Regions from separate parts of the Bombyx mori genome. Here region 1 is linked to region 2. The links are chromatin contacts, called in public Hi-C maps. All regions are on one chromosome and are shown on one strand. The core of a region is the stretch at or near the end of the contact, and the rest is flanking DNA. Distances in the headings are between cores, read along the strand shown.

Region 1 (2,700 bases), core at 162-2,661, 43 kb after region 2:
AGAAAAATTCAGACCATTATAGATGCAAGCAAATGTATGAATCGAATGGCAATTTAGACCAATTTTGACACTAAAAACCCATTAATTAGCTAAATAATTATTATGAACATCTGTAGATAATAAGAGATATTATTTAGTGGGTTCCTACTACTATTGTTTTGTACTAAATACACAAGAGGGTAGACAAGTTTGTCTACTCCAATGTCCTACACACAGTATCTAGTCCTACTGTAACCATAGCGCTAAGAACAGAATAAAACTATTGGGTAAATAAACTTAATAAATAATGGTAAGACCCATTCATTATTTAAAATGTAGCCACAAGAGTCAAAAACAATTGGTAGTAATGTAATAACTGATTATGTAGATTAGTAGTACCACATTACTGCCTGATGCTTTTTATTTTCAATACATTTCTACAGCATGTATCTCATAAACATTTTTGATATTTTTGTTTAAAATACATGTGATGTTTGAAATTTTAATAAAATGCAAATAATGTCATCAGTTCACATAACTTCAAAATGTTTGAAAGGGTATATCGCTTACAAATTGAAAGGAAGATACAATTATTGTTTTTCTGATGGAATTTCCAAAATAAATATACCAGTTATAATCTTAATTTTCTATTATATTACATTACAATTCATTGGGCGTCTCTCCTATTACACGCATACTGGAGAAAGTTATGGTATTTCGTCATTGAAGGTACTTACAACTTTTTTGAACTGTAGTTTTGTCACAGAGTGATTGTAAAACAAAAATCTTAACTTGCATTTAAGAAATAAGCAACTAAAACTACATACATTAAATGTAAGCATTGATTAATTATCGCTAATTGTAAGAGGTGCAAAGATGTTCTTCAGAAAGTTGTTGTAGATAGTAAAATGTTGAATGTTATACTCACCGCAAATTTTCAAAGGAGCTTCAAGTTCAAGTAGTATAGGCTGTGACAAGAATATTTCTCTTGATTTCAAACATAGCCCTTTAATTTCTATTTCCGTCAACTGAACATTCATACCAGGCTTCTCACCTCGTACTGAAAACAAAACGTAAACAACACTTTTAAACACTGTAAAATCACTACAACACATTATGAACACATTACCACAACACGTCAAAAAAGATGAATTTCACTTTAATTTTACGACAAGATAAACCGTTTTTTGTTTATTTCAACATTAACAACATTTACCTTTTAGTAATTTTTTTATTACGTTATCGATGTTTAACTCATCTGTGTCTCTGTCTGCCATCGGATATATTGTATGTGTACGAAATATGGTTGAATAGAATAGGTAAAAGAAGAGAGATGTTTAAGATTTTTGCCGATTATGAAAGGTACAACCTATTTCAATTCTCGGCTAAAATGGTTTTCAATGGCGGAGACATCACTCACACAAGCAAATTAGACAGAAACACATCACCAGTGCTGCCAGCATGGATTGGAATTCTTCCGAAATCAAGTCGGACAATCTCCCCAAAATTTCTTTATTATGTATTTCTTTACTATATATGGATGAGCTCGAATTTATAATAATTTAATATTTCCATTTATGTTTCATAAGTCTTAGTTAGTCCTAACACTAATTTAAAATTTATTTCCTTACGTTTCAGTACCTAAGTACGTAGTTAATTTAGTTTCCCGAAGCTACAACAAGTGCTTCATCTTCTGTCGTTAGTACTAATATTTTTTCATCCACCATATTAGTAGACTTACTCACTTATTTGTTTAGTCTAGTAATAGTCGGAGTTCTATTACTGACTGGTCCGAAGTAATGCGCGTAGTCCAAGATCGAACGCAATGGCGAAATATTGTTGAAGCTCTTTGCACCATTCGGGGCCTTAGATCCTTAAATAAACAAACAATCGGAGCTCACAGATAAAAGAAATGTGATTACTATAATATAATAGTTTGGTCATGTTTAAATTCGAAGGCATACTGTATTGCATAACGGCTGTCACGCTTTTTAAGTCGGAATATCTTCACAGGAGAAATAAGTAGGATTCACATCCAAGGTTATAATGTATAATAACCGGCAAACTTCTTGAGCATTTGTTGACGTAGTGGGGGTAAGTTTGCGCATGGTACATTCACGTGCAAAAACATTACTTACTCTGCGTCATAATGCTATTAAATTATTAAAATCAACATATGTATTTATTTATATATTTATTAGAACATCAACAAAAAATATAGGTTAGTAATTGTAATAATTTAATCTTGGGGTAAAATAGATTGATTAGGATATGGCCTAGGTCTGACGACTTACCGTGAATCGTCCCGCAACCACGTCCGAAGGTCCTGGTCGAGGATGAGTATTGCCGACAGAATCAGTTCATCTATCCTTCACATGTAGTCATAGGTCACTGTCACTATTTTCCAGTTTTTTATATGAAAGGGGGAACTTTAGATACTAATTAAATATAATGCGCGTGCCGATGCGGCTACAGCGGCTTCGCGCGAAAAACTCAGTTTTTGTTTTTTGCCGCACTAACAGGCAGGCAAGTGGTGGCGCTAGTGTCGCGCCGAAGAACCATTTCCCACGGAAATGGTGCATTCCGATACACACAACATGTCGCAGACCCAGTACAAGAAAAAATAAGAAATGAATAATACATATAAACCAAATTGTGTCGCGTTACGTACTCAAAGAATAAAAAAAAAAAATTATTCACAATAAAAAAAAAATAATAATA
Region 2 (2,700 bases), core at 176-2,675:
CTCCTTCAGTTAGTTCGTCACGTGCGAGGGAACAAGGTTTAGTTAAGACAAATTTATAGTTTAGTAATTTCACAATTATGATGATTATCACTCTAGATGACTGGACTGATGGTGTGCCCATTGGTGGCAAAAATATATGCAACCTTCGTTATGCTGACGATGCTACTCTGCTGGCTACAAGCAAAGATCTGATCGAATTGCTGAATCACGTCGAAGCAATTGCCTTCAGTTTTGGTCTCCGAATCAGCAGGTACAAAACCAAAATGATGATTGTGGACAGAAGCAATAACAATACCCCGGAGATTACCGAGATTGCATTTCATCTTATACCTACCCAGGTTCACTAACACCACTAACAGTGGTGGTTTGGAGGACGAAATTAAGCGGCGCATAATCATAACGCGATGGGCCATGGATAAACTCGGAAAAGTACGGAAGGACCGGAATATCACCAAGACCACCAAAGTCCGACTGGTAAGGGCATTGGTGCTCCCCATCTTTTTATATGGGGTTGAGACCTGGACTGTGAAAGAGAGAGAAAGAAGAAGGATCGATGCATTAGAAATGTGGTGCTGGAGAAGGATGCTCCGTATAACTTGGACTGAACATCGCACCAACGCCTCGATCCTAAAAGAACTAAATATCTCTCACAGGTTGTCGTCAACAGTGCAATCCAGGATTCTTCGATATTTTGCACACGTATCGCGACGGCCAGCAGAGTCTATCGAGAAACTTGTTGTTCAGGGTAGGGTCAATGGTAAGGGATCTCGTGGACGAATCCCCATGCGCTGGACTGATCAGGTGAAAGATCTTATTGAAACCCCACTTAACGAGTGCGTGCGCCGGGCCTCGGTTCGCAAACTATGGAAAACATCTGTCAAGGTTTTAATAAGCAAGAATTCCACATGACCACGACTGCTCTGCCAAGAGCAACCGATTATGATGATGATGATGAATTTCACGATGCATTTTTGAAACCTACATTTTCTTCAATGTTGCTTGTGTACTCATTAGCTCGCATTACTGACGGATGCAAATCAATTTTAACAAAACTTTTGCAGTTACTATGTTTACATCTTCAACGAACAAAAAAAAACACTTTTCAATCACTTTTTCGTTATTACCCTTACAGGCAGACGAGCATACGTCCTACTTGGTGATGAGTGATTACCGTCGCCCATGGACATCAGCAATGCTAGGGACAGAGCTAAGCCGCTGAAACTTGTACAGACTCGTTCGCTGTGGTCACTGAGATACAGTCGTTAAACACATTTCAATCACTTTTTCGTTATTACCCTTATAGCCAGACGAGCATACCGCCCACCTGGTGATAAGTGATTAGCGTCGCCCATGGACATCAGCAATGCTAGGGACAGAGCTAAGCCGCTGAAACTTGTAGAGACTCGTTTGCTGTGGTCACTGAGACACAGTCGTCATGGATCGAGGGTGTGAACCTTCCGACGGGGTCCAGGCCGCGCGTACCGACCTGCATTATCAAACTCCCCGCAGTAGTTTGGTGCCGAGAAGAGTGTGACGAGTTGCCTCTTCGCAAAGAACTCGTATCCATCCTCGACGACCTGGTGCGCGCGACAGATCAAGTCGAACTCGTGTTTGGACAAGAACTTGCCCACGACCTGGAATGCACCGAAACAGGGCTCAGTCCAAAATGGACATGTTACACAAAATAAACAAAACCAGTCGAGTGTTGAAACGTCGTAGTTATTGTTGGCGTTCGTGTGAATAGATCCAATAAATTTAGTTTATTCATTGATTGCGTGACAGATTTGTAATACAATATAAAAACAAAAAAAACTAAAACTACAGAAAATCCCAAAAAGAAAATATATTGCTAATCACATCGTGAAATTATGGTACTGTTATCGTTTCGTCTGTGTGTGTTGCCCGCAGAGTTTCTTTCCGGATCTTCTCAGTGAATCACGAGCTCAACATACTATCTAGAATAATTACGTTTTTCGACATCATGTTTTCAGAGATTTTTGTGGTATCCATCTGCAGAGAGCCTCTTCGCAGTGTCCCTTTGCTCTATCGTTTGTCCTTCTTCAAACTTTTCAGATCTCAGTGGGTCGCATTTCCGATCCAGTGGTAGATTCTGCGAGACACTGCTCTTGCTAGGGCCAGTATTAGCAACACCCCCGGTTTGAGTCCCGAGAGCTCACCTACACGCTAGGGTAACGCTGATATAACCTCTAAAGGCTATAAGCATGGGTAGGGAAAAAAAAAGAAAAAATGGTGTGTGTGTGTGTATGTTCGTCTATGTGATACTGCCAGAGACAGAGGTGCTAGTGTGGACACAGTAAATATTGAACAATTCATACTTCGGTTCCAAAAGTGAAGCTGACTCCGCGATCGTTCTCGCCCCAACCGGCCGTGTCCTTGTCGGGGTCGGACCAGAGCAAGTCGCAGAGCAAACCCTGGTCGGGAACGTCCGTCGGCCTCATGATCCGCCGGATCTGTTCCATAGCTTGCAGGTCCGGCGACAGACCGCCGTGACAACAGAAGATTTTCTCGTCAACTAAAACAAATAGATAAATACTGTTGGTTAAAGAAACTCGGGTAGCCAATACAGAGCCGTTATAGCCAGAATGGTTTTTGTTTCCTACCTATGCTGATAGCCTTGAGAGGCTATTTCAGGTGAGCTCACAGGGCTCAAACCTGACGACGTTGCTAATACGAACCCTA

What was found. A called contact is a pair of places that touch in the nucleus more often than the background predicts.
Region 1: a contact with region 2 is called in a Hi-C map of midgut, with 2.7 times the contacts expected there. The contact joins the promoter of LOC733020 here to the enhancer-like site in region 2. A contact is called at or near these places in 4 of 7 Hi-C or Micro-C datasets (midgut, posterior silk gland and whole pupa).

The regions. Positions count from the first base shown.
Region 1 is chr16:12,944,917-12,947,616 of ASM3026992v2, forward strand. It overlaps LOC733020 (protein phosphatase 1 catalytic subunit), which reads right to left and starts at 1,412. Exons shown (of 8, transcript NM_001047015.1): 1 at 1,196-1,412; 2 at 908-1,039. The coding sequence starts at 1,256.
Region 2 is chr16:12,901,881-12,904,580 of ASM3026992v2, forward strand. LOC733020 (protein phosphatase 1 catalytic subunit) reads right to left here. Exons shown (of 8, transcript NM_001047015.1): 5 at 2,337-2,533; 6 at 1,487-1,634. Among protein-coding and RNA genes, the nearest start is that of TRNAE-UUC, 10 kb to the left of the region's middle. Within about 2 kb of position 1,426, at least 4 of the 8 cell types and tissues checked have open chromatin away from gene starts, as enhancers often do.